2 separate regions of the Pan troglodytes genome follow, and region 2 is linked to region 1. Evidence: chromatin contacts called from public capture Hi-C data. All regions are on one chromosome and are shown on one strand. The core of a region is the stretch at or near the end of the contact, and the rest is flanking DNA. Distances in the headings are between cores, read along the strand shown.

Evidence for each region. Capture Hi-C pulls out chosen DNA fragments and counts their contacts.
Region 2: a capture Hi-C map of stem cell-derived neural stem cells shows a contact between it and region 1, with 5 times the contacts expected there. The contact joins two enhancer-like sites. A contact is called at or near these places in 1 of 7 Hi-C or Micro-C datasets (stem cell-derived neural progenitor cells) and 1 of 1 other capture datasets (stem cell-derived neural stem cells).

The regions. Positions count from the first base shown.
Region 1 is chr14:104,047,861-104,053,295 of NHGRI_mPanTro3-v2.0_pri, reverse strand. FARP1 (FERM, ARH/RhoGEF and pleckstrin domain protein 1) reads right to left here. Exons shown (of 27, transcript XM_063792622.1): 25 at 1,177-1,284; 26 at 565-716. Among named protein-coding and RNA genes, the nearest start is that of STK24, 130 kb to the left of the region's middle. Within about 2 kb of position 1,870, at least 7 of the 24 cell types and tissues checked have an H3K27ac peak or open chromatin away from gene starts, as enhancers often do. A contact at or near this core is called in stem cell-derived neural stem cells, where this site is marked.
Region 2 is chr14:104,452,738-104,458,625 of NHGRI_mPanTro3-v2.0_pri, reverse strand. DOCK9 (dedicator of cytokinesis 9) reads left to right here. Exons shown (of 54, transcript XM_054665524.2): 38 at 1,755-1,822. Among named protein-coding and RNA genes, the nearest start is that of SLC15A1, 91 kb to the right of the region's middle. Within about 2 kb of position 1,840, at least 2 of the 24 cell types and tissues checked have an H3K27ac peak or open chromatin away from gene starts, as enhancers often do. A contact at or near this core is called in stem cell-derived neural stem cells, where this site is marked.

The DNA.
Region 1 (5,435 bases), core at 621-3,120:
GAGAATGGCTCTCCTCTAGGTTCCTTTTTCAGGTGATATTGTTTAGGAAGTGCTCAGCATATTGCTGAGGACCCCTCCCCTCCTGCCTCCCGGGGCGAGGAGGGCTCAGCAGGGCAAACTGCACAAGTAGTCGGCTTGGGGATGCAATTTGCAGAGGCCCAGGATCTCTATTCAAAATACGAATTGCAGGAACAGTCTTAGGCCTGACTGTTTCATTTCTTTCTTGGCTAAATGAAGTCTGCGGCCCCTGGCATTACACCATGTAGGCAGTCTCACTGGGGCTTAGCTTCATCATCCCAGACACGTATGTCAGAGATCTCCAAGCGAGATGTCTAGGGCCTCAGCCAACACCGTGCAGGGTAAGGGCGCAGGGAAGTTGGGACCCCACGTTCTGCCATGAGAACAGAATCGCCTGCTGGTGCCGGGCAGTGGGACCCCAGGTCTAAACACTTAGTTGGCAGGGAAGGGTGGGGCCATCTCACTCGCTGACTTGGGAGAAATCCTGATGTTTGGAAGAGGGGGTCCTCTTCTGCCGGGCCCTGTGCGTGGGAAGGGGGTGTCTACCTTTCGAACGTGTACTCGCTTTCCGCCCTGAAGTAGTAGACGTGGGACTTGAAGTGCAGCTTGAACACGTAGTCTTTCTGGATGTTCTCGGACTCGGAGGGGATGGTGAGCGAGTAGCCGAGCAGAGGCAGGCTGGCAAGGGGATGATTGTCCTGGAAAGGGGAAACAAAGCAAAGTGGCTTTTCGGGGGCAGCTTCTGCTGCTGGGCCTGGCTGCTGCCCCGCATCAGACAGGGACTTGGGAGCCCAGGCAGCTCCCTCCTCGGGCGTGGGCCTGGAAGGGACCATGGCAGCCAGTGTTTGCCTGTACGTGATGGCCCAGGTGGCAAGTCCCGCCAGGACTCAGCTGTAGATAAAGCCAACCCCCGTCCCTTGTCCAGGCAGAAGACAGGTGGCCCTTCCTAGGGCAGAAGTTGTCCTTCAGTGGATGATAATGTCAGTCTTCCCTAGAGTTGAGGGCCTCGGGTGGACAGGGCCCCCCGCCAGCATCCCTGTCATCCCCGTGACACCTGGAGCCAAAGAGGCCTGAGTCCTTCCAGAGGAGGGCGGCCCCCTCACCTCATGCTGCCACCCCCAAGGTCCCAGGGCCACCTGCCCTGTGCGAGACGCTTACCTGGTGTGACTTGTAGAAGAACAGGCAGAAGTTTGTGAACACCACCCACAGCTTCTGCCACCCGTTGCTGTTTTTGAATTTCCTCAGCAGGTTTCCAGACAACTGATTCTGAAAGGCAAGGAGGCCTGTGAGAAGCACAGCGGGCACCTGCCCCAGGAGGGCACAGAGAGCAGCTCTCCCTGCACCAGGGCCCTGGGCTGGGGCATGTCCGTGACTGAAGGATGTGGGCCCCCCCACTCCCCCGTGTGTTGGGAGACTTGGCAGGTCCTGGGACCCTGATCTCATCACTTCCCCTTGTCACTTGCTGTGGGGCATCTTGGGGTCCCTGTGTCCCCCCAAAAGACACGTTGAGGTCCTGACTACCAGTACCTTAGAACACAGGCTTATTTGGAAATAGGCTCGTTGCAGGGTAACTAGTGAAGATGAGATCACACTGGGGTAGGGTGGGCCCTAAATCCAACGGGAGTGGTGTCCTGAGGAGAAGAGCCACCTTGGGGGGAGAGGGGTGTGCCCTGTGACACCGAGGCAGAAATGGGGGCGCAGGACCCCATGCATTGCCAGCAGGCGGAAGCTGAAAGAGGGAAAGATACATCCCAACAAGCTCAGAGCAGCACTCGTTTTGAGGGGCCGGGCACCCTGCCCAGGAAGTGGGGCCTGGGGTGCATGTGAGCGGCTCCCACATGCCCTCTAGTGGCCCAGGAGGCAGTTGCAGCCCTGCCCACCTCCAGGCTCAGGGCCGGCCCAGCCCCTGGAGCATTGTTAGGATGCACTGCAGCCCAGCTAGGGGGCAGGGACAGGCACCTGTGTCCATGCTACCTCCAACAACTCTGAGCAGGCCTGACACACTGGTGGCTCATTTCGTCCCTTTGCCAAAGTGACATCACCAGCAGAGACTCAAAGCAGTTGCACCACCTTGTAAAGGCACTTAATACCACTGAATTGTTCCCGTAAAAATCGTTAAGTTGGCCAGTATTGTGGTATAGCTATTTTACCACAATAAAAAATACAGACCTCCGAGTCTGCCTCATTCCATCTCTCTGGGTGCCCCTGGCACTAAGCTTCTGTGCTGGGAGCTGGGATCAAATGGTCTGATGTCCCTGCCCTCCAGTTGCTCAGGGAGGGTCCAGTGAGAGACATGGACACTGACAGTAGGTCCGTGAGGGGCTGCAGGATGTGGGGGACCCCGCAGACAGGGAGAAAGGGCGTTCCAGGCCAGGCAGGCAGCTCCAGCCATCCACCCTCCTCCCCCAGTGGCAGAAAGGAACAAGAAAACGCAAGGCTCCAGGTTCCCAGAAGGTCCTGGTGGTGGCCAGGGCTGGGCTGATGCCCATGCGGCATCTTGGGTCATGCAACATGGAGCAAGGAGGGTGGCACACTCCCCTTTCCTAGGTATTTTCATACTGAGTCACATAATTTTCACACAGCAGCCAGCCCACAGTGGGGTTCATACATGTCACCCATCACAGTCTGGGCCCCTTTGTTTCCAAAGCAGCTTCCTTAGCGCTCTCTAGCTTCTGCCTGGCCATTCCAATAGCCTCTGGAAACCTCTTTATCAATAGGCACATCCAGCGGCCCTTCCTCGCTCCCCACGGCCAGGCCGAGCCTCCCGCTCCCCTGTGTCGGGTCCATCCTGGCCTCCAGCGTGTTACGGGCCCTGCGCGCCACGAGTCTCCTGCCCTGCACTCAGGAGGCCGAGGCCATGCTGGTGGCTCCCAGACCTGTCTCCATTCACTGCCTTCACGAGAGGGTCAACATCCTTGTTCAGAACCAGACCAGCCTGCCCTGTCTCCTCGTGGCCCGTCACTGGGGCCACCGCTCCTCTGCCTTCTTGGACCCCATCCCCTCAGACCCTGCTGTGGGTTGAATTGCACCCCCAACAAGTCCAAACCCTCCGTGCCTACAATGGTGACCTCACATGGACACAGGGTCTCTGCAGATGCGATCGAGTCAAGGTAAGGTCACTAGGATGAGCCCTAAGCCCAACACGAGCCGTGTCCTTAGAAGAGGATATTAGAGTGCAGATGCAGGGAGGACAGCTGGTGACACGGCAGACCGGAGCCCTGCAACATGGGTGGAGTCGGGGACCCCCGAGAAGAAGACTGCCGCAGCCACCAGATGCTGTCAGAGAGGTGGGGACATTTTTCCCTCAAGGCCTCCCAAAGGAACCCACCTGCCAGCAGCTTGATTTTGGACTTCCGGCTTCCCGCACTGTGGGAGATGTTTCTGTGGCCTCACCCAGTCTGAGGTTGGTGCCGTGTGACGCCACGGGGAACAAATATAACCCCCGTGCCCGCCACTCCCCGGCCTCACTGTCCCTTCCCTCCTCCCGGTCCTGTCTGCACCGTCCTTTCCCTCCCCTGCCCCACTGTCCGTTCCCTCCTCCTGGTCCTGTCTGCACCCCGTCCCTTCCCTCCTCCCAGTCCTGTCTGCGCTCCGTCTGCTGAACAACTTCCCTGCTGTCCCGTCTCGCCACTCCAGCCTTAAAAGACAACTCGCATGGCTTTGCCTCTGGCCCTTCACTGGCTCTAGTGCCCACAGGCTGGGCAGCCCTCTGGCCATCCCAACATCTGACCCCACCTCTGGTGGGAGCCCCCAGACCTGCCGGCTTGCCCACAACTTTTAGCAGAGGCCAGTGAGGCCACACGGTCCCCAGATACGCCCCTTCCTCACGTGTGCCTACACGAGTCAGACGGGAGCGGGAACTGGGAGAGGCTGGGCACGGGACTGGGGAGAGGAGGCTGTTGAGTCAGGAGGAGATGGAGCTGCTTTGTCCTGTCATGCAGGGAGGAGGCCCTGGGGATGGCTCATCTGCAAGTCAGCGAGCATTTGACATCTGGCATGCGAGGGCTGCCTGCCACCGACACGAGATTGACGCCACGTGCCTTGGGAGGGGGCTTTCTGGCAAGGAGGGACATCTGCAAAGTGATAGAGCAGCCCGGGTCCCTGACTGTACTAGGTGGTCACTGCCACCTTCAAACCCCACTGGCCAGTGGCTCACTCTCCTGCTCTCTACTAGGGTCAGCAGACTTTTCCTCAAAAGGCAGACGGCAGATATTTCAGGCTTTGCAGGCCAAGGGGCAAAACTGAAGACATTATGTAGCAGCCATTAAAAAAAAAGTGAAACCCATTCTTGGTTCGCAGGCTGTAAGCCACCAGGCCGGGGCTAGATCTGGCTGGGGGCCAGCGTGCCCCTGACTCAGTGCCTTGACCTGATCATGCACACGGAAGGCTGCGACTGTGTAGATTTGTTATCCAAAAAAGCTGGGCTGCAGGTGGCTCTGGGCCACCTGGACCCCACTTGGGTATTTGCTGCCTCGTTGAATGGCCTGGGTGCCTCCAGGTATGTAAAAAGCTTTGAGGCCTATGACAAACCCCAGCCTTGAGAGTCGTAATTCACACATTGCTGAGGTCAGGACGAAGCAAGGCCAAGACGGTTCCTCCCCAATGGCGGCGCCACACGTCGACTGGCTTCGTTTCAGACACACGCCCACAGGTGAGATCTGATGAGGCCTCGTTTCCCATGAGCCTATCGCAGGTTCTTCCCTGCTCCTCCGCGTCGGGGGTCTCCTTTCCTGCTATCATAATCCCCATCCCCTGGGAGAAGTCTCAGACCCACAAGCTTTGCACACAGGCCTGGTGGAGGTGTGAAGCTGGGGAAGAATGTTTAGTGCTCTTCACACCTGGGCTGTCAGGAGGCCCAGGGAGGGAATATTCACACCTGCACACTCAGGGGAACCCCATGGGACAGAGCCTCGTGTGTGGGGACAGCTGGGAAGAAAGGCTGTGCCTGTGGGGGAGCCAGGGCCTGCACCTCGGACGTGTCCCCTTGAGGATGTCTTCAGAAGCAGGACTGGGCTTAGAAACAAGTGGCTTGTAGCAGGAAACTCAATAAAGGCAGGTCTGAGCAACGGGGAAGGTCGTTTCCCGAGAATAAATTCCGAGACTCGAGACCCTCCATGAAGCACTGCTGGCTCATTCCTGCTGCTGTTGGTTCCAAGAGCCAGCAAACTCCTGTCCTGACCAGAGTCTCTTATGTGACACTCTTTGGACCAGGCCTGTGTGGGAACTGGCCCTTTCTGCGTTTGGAAGGGAGTCCTGCCTCGACTGCAGCAGCCCCGCAGAGGGCGCGGGGGCAGAGATTCTGCAGTGAAACGTGAGCATTCACATAAAACACAATCACAATGATGAATGGCCTCGCCCCAGCTCAGGGCAGCTTCCACTGCCAGTGAGAGATGAAGAAAGCTTTCCTGTTTCACACC
Region 2 (5,888 bases), core at 591-3,090, 410 kb before region 1:
AAACATGTTTTAAGAAAAACTTAAAAATGTAATTGTCATTGAGGTTTGTTTCTCTGTATAGCGACGATTTTGTCTTATAGTGATGAAATAGGCCAGAGATTTTTAGTAGGCTTCCTCTTTGTGAAGATTTTCTTTTTCTGTTAACATTGTTCTTTTCTGGGGATATTTGAGAAATTTTCAGAATTACATTTTATGTTAAGAAGTAAACATGTATGTTTTCTTTTTAAAAGAAGCAAATTTAGAATTTTTGCATTTTCCTCCTATTAATATTTTCTATTTTTCATTGAAATGTGGTAGCACTTAAAGTTCTCTAATCTTAACTGTTTTATTTTTTATCACAACAGTAATTTTATATTTGAGTTTTGGAGTACTAAATGCAAGTATATACAAGGTGTCCTTATACCAGCAACGTCTTCTACCTTGACTTGGATTCTCCCTGACTTTGTCCCATGAAGATGGGCAAACAGTAAATTCTGTCACAGAAAGGCACTGTGCTGGGCTAGCTTCACTTTTTGCAGTGACACCTACGTCACAAGATGGCATTTGGAGAATATTGTGCCAAGTAGAATAAAATGCCTCACAGCTTAAAACAGTGAATGTGAGAAGCTGAAGATTTCTGTCCCAACAAAATGTTTTAGAATTGGGTTTTGTGAAACGGTTAACGTATTTTTTTCAGTGGATATAAATTTAACTTCTTAAAATCTTCCTACTTCATAAGCACCCTGTATATATTTGCATATAAAAGTGTGGACTGCCTTAAAAATAGATGGGCCAAGGAAAACGGGAGTGGAGATGGTGTGACTTTGCTCCATGCACTGTGGAAAGATATGCTCTGCTCTATACAAAAATTGCCATGGGTCTCTGCTGCATGTGAAAAAGATCCTGAACTAGACTGTGAACCTTGTACATGTTTGCCATCCACGGTGGTCGAGTTTGATGAACACGTGCCTTCTTATTGTCACTTTGAAGTCACCCAGCAGCATGCAGTCGATGATAGTCCATGCATGTCCCTGTTCTCCTACACACAATAACACAGTGAGGGGGACGGTTGGCTCCGGGACAGGGGACAGGTGTCATTGCAGCCCTGATCTCATTTTCATCTGCTCTGGTGATGGTACACAGCAGGAAGTTAGCTGTTTGATTGCTAACCCAAATCACTCTTCTGTTTTCTCTACTTGACTGCTGACAAGTTTAACAAAGTGTGTGGCTCTTCTCCTTCCTGCTTGGGTAAGAATAAAGGTGTTAAAACTCATATAATCCCTTCCTTTGCATGTTTGTTCTCTGTGTCTTCCAATGCATTTTTTAATTAAAAAAATACATGTCTTTTGCTTTTTCAGAACATATATAATCCAAAAAGATTAGTGACGTTTTGACAGTTGTCAGAACACTAACCATTAGTACTGCATTGGAGTGATGCTCACTTTTTTCAGAGTAGCATCTCTAAAGTACTTTCTAAAAATAAAAAGGTCCCTGCTTTGGCCTGATTTTTGCTTCTGGATCATCAGGTGCTTTGCCGTGAAGTGTGCAGGAGCTGCCGCCTGTCTGTGTCTCTGGCTGCTCCACCGTGTTCAGTCAGTGCATGGCCATCTCCCTCGTGCCATGTTCTGGCTTCACTAACACTCCCAGTCTCGCTGCAGTGTAACACGTCTAACTTTTGCTTCTATCCCATTTCACTCATGTTGCAGGAACCAGGAGGGGTTGGGACCCATAGTTCATGATCGAAAGTCTCAGACATTGCCTGTTTCCCGTAACAGAACAGGAATGATGCATGCCAGATTGCAGCAGCTGGGCAGCCTGGATAACTCTCTCACTTTTAACCACAGTAAGTCCCATGACATGCCATCGTAACAGCCAGCCATCTCATGTGCCATCTCAGAGGGGAGAGCCCCAGGCCACACCTACCACATCACCAACTCAATTTTTCTTCTAGCTCAAAGCAAGTAGGATGAAGAGCTCATGGCACAGTTCCCTTCCTTGGAGGAGCGTCCTCAGCATTTGGGAGTGACACAATGTGGAACGTGCTCAACTACAGCACTAAACCTAAAAGTGCCTGACCCTTTCCCCATCCCTAAAACAAAACTTGGCTGGGTCCATAGCCAGCCGTTCTCAAGTATTCTAAACATAAAATTTGGATTCATCACCTAGAGCCAACTTAATGTTGGCTTTCCCCTGCAACTCTGAGAACATTCGGGATGGATTTCTTTCACCCCTCCTGATCCTGTGCATGTAATTGATCAAGCTTCCACATTCTGACATTCCAGCTCTGAATGGATGTTAATCCTTGCACTACTGTGAAAACATAAAGCCCATGAATCAATTTGTGAGGGTGTGGAAAAGCATCCAATAACAAAGTGACTTTTTCTGTGTTTTCAGTGTGAGAAAGATATCAAGTGTGCTTGGAATTTCTGTAGACAATGGTAAGATTTAATCAGGTTGAAGTCTGCTTATGAGGTCGCTTCACTTGCAAGCCAAGACCCTTTTTGTTCATCTTGCCTTCCTAACTTTGGGGCTTTCTAACTTTACAAAAGAGATTCTGCCAGAACAGGGGAGCATATTTTTAATTTACTTTTATCAGTCAGTGGAGGGGACAAGGCATTGTGTGCTGTTTCTAGTAATTTAAGTGCTTTATCTTCTTAAGGGTTTCTCAAAGCAGAACACCTGAAAGATATCAACCATACAGCACGTGAAAAATTGATGAGATCATTTATAATACCCATTTCTGCTAGCATTGTGTTCTCTAAATTGTTCCATCTCTTCTCCAAGCATGACACAGCTAGTTATTGTTTTATCTCAACAATTATTTGTTATTCCAAGTGCTGTCTTTAATACATGGTTATTAATATCCTTCCATCATGTCTAATAATAAATTCCATTCACTGTGATTTTTCACACCTCTTTTTAAAATACAGGCCAAGAGTAAAGGCAGTGTTCCCAATGCATTGTATTAATAATAGTTCAAAGTAAGACACCTGAGGAACCAAAACAAAGCAGCTTCCCACACCTCTGACCCAGCAACGTGGGCATTATGAAGATTGTCCGGGTGCAGTTTAAGTGTTACGAAGATTGGCTGGGCATGGTGGCTTATGCCTGTAATCCCAACACTTTGGGAGGCCAAGGCAGGTGGATCACTTGAGACCAGGAGTTCGAGACCAGCCTGGCCAACATGGTGAAACCCCGTCTCTACTAAAAATACAAAAACTAGTCAGGCTTATTGGCACACACATGTAATCCCAGCTACTGGGGAGGCTGAGACATGAAATCACTTGAACCTGGGGGACTGAGGTTGCAGTGAGCCAAGACTGTGCCACTGCACTGCAGCCTGGGTGACAGAACAAGACCCTATCTCAAAAAAAAAAATAAAAATAAAAAATGTTATGAAGATAGTCTGTCTTGATAAAATCCCAGGCTTAATTTAGATAACGTCAGTCTGCCACACGGAGTTGGTAGCCATAAAATGCTACTTCTGAGTTCTACACTTAGCTGTAGAATGCAAATTGAGTGACACCTTTAAGGCTACAGTACTTGATTTTTTAACATCTTTCTGTTGGGGCTTTGACTAGCTCTGCAGAAAGGGATTGGAACAAAACGAGGAGTTTGTTATTTTTAGTTTTTCTTTGCCATTTAGCAGCAGAAATTCAATCCCCACTGATAAACAGAACCTGCTGGACCTCCTTTGCTCAGATAATTTCTATAACACAGAGGCTAACTCACTATTGGTTGAAATAAATGCTTAAACTTTGAAGCACTTTTAAAAAAATCATAAGTACACCAGTGCTGCACCTCCAATGATAATCATTTAGGAAACACAGAAAACAAAAATTAAATGAATGGTCCACATGTGAATAAATAACCTTAATCCACTCGGATATGCAGCAGCTCTTCCCACTGCAAATGGGTTTTGTGGTGGTAACTTGAATTGAAGGAGAGAGACAGCTGGCCTGGTGCTGCTGCTGCTGCCAAAAGCCATCTTGTTAACATGGTTTATTTCCATTCTGTCTTCCTGCTACCCACAAGAGCCCTGTCCTCCTGTCTCCCTCCTCTTTCATCAGTTTTCAGTGGCATACTGTCCTCAGTCACATTTCTCCTGCTTTGCCAGTAAACAGCATGTAGCTGATTCTTCTAGTCCTCGCCTGCATTCCTACAATTCCTGCTCATCCCGAATTGGTTCTGTTATCTCCTAAGTTGTTGCATCTCCTAGAACTCAGCCTTCTTTTACATCTCCAATTCTCATTATGTGTTTGAATGGCTTCAGCTTTTCCCTCCGCTAGCTCTTTGAGCTCCAAATCATCAACTCAGACAAAAAACACAGAGAAGGGAGTGCATACTGTATGTACATGAACATGTTTGTGTGTGTGTGTTATATATATGTACATGTTTGTTTTCATCTCTACCTGGGTATTTTTTGGGAAATTTATGGCCATATGTCTTTAAAAAAAAAATCCCATTTAACAACAAATACAATACCTTCTGTTGGGCCAACCAATATGACATAGATCCAATATGTGAGAAAGTTGCCAGGGAACCCCAGGAGTCCAAAATGATTTTATTTCAGAAGAGAATAAAAATAGGAAGAGTCCCGGTACATCTGCATTGTTCATTTCCGCTCTTTCTGTAGAGTAGGAAAGGCTTTGTCAGAACTCAGCTTGACCAGCAGGGAGCAGCAGAGGCCCATGGGAAACGGAATCCTTTGTAGGTCTGTCCCCATCACCACTGATAACAGGACATGGAAGAAGGCACCACACGCACTGCACGTGGAACTCCAGCAAGAACCTGTCTTTACTCTTTAATTTTGATAGGAAGTAGAATAGCAAATCCCCATGCCCAAATCCCGTGATGGCCAAGTAGTCTTAGCTATTTGAAAAACACCCTTAAAAGACAGGTTTGTTGTTTAGGCCATCACTCAGGTGTATGGAAAATAAACTTTAGAACACTTAGGCCTTGACATATTTAGTGTAATTTGTGCTCATTGTGTATCAGTGGAAGAGATTTGTGTCAAATAAAAAATTGAGCGTGATAGCACAAAACCACAAAGAGAGGGTATACTGTAGGTACATGAACATGCATATGTGTATATATGTGCATGTCTATAAACCACATTATGAGGTGAAAACTTAGTGAAATATGTTTGAAAATAAGGGTGCATTTGCAAAATATATATAAAATAACACTGTTTATTTTGATGTCGTGTTGTTCTAGGAATACATCAAGTTCATTTGCATAATTCATATTTTCCACTGGTATAATGCAGGGAACACCAGCCAAGAGGTAGCAGCGTGTAAAGAAAATCTGGATTTCATATAATTTGATCTAAAAGGCAGTTAAAGATTACTGGGTCAAGTTGCAGATAATATTTCAGATCAGAATCAGAAAGTATTTTCTAACTGAACTGGCCTTGAGTGGCATGTGCTGAGCTGCCTGTGAAGTTCATGTGGACACCTGCAGCTGGAGCTGTGCAAACAGACTGGAGGAGGCCCAGCTGGGGTATTGTCCAGGTCACTCAAGCACGCCATGAGGAGTTGGATGGCGTGGCTTGTCAGGCCCCATTTAACTCCAAAATGTCTTTGTTGCCTAAAGCACAAGCAGGAAAATGAATATAGGTGATCATTAAATTCCTTTACTGTACATCATATTGAATTCATATGAAAAATACAGAGAATGTAGACATCTCTGAGTTAAAATATTTTCCAAAAGTTTTAAAGCATAGATAATATATCTTTAAAATTGGGTAAAATGTGCTTGGATGCTTTAAACATATACTCAAAATAGTAAATAAATGTTTGTGGCCAGGCACGGTGGCTCATGCCTGTAATCTCAGCACTTTGGGAGGCTGAGACAGGCAGATCACTTGAAGTCAGGAGTTCAAAACCAGCCTGGACAACATGGTGAAA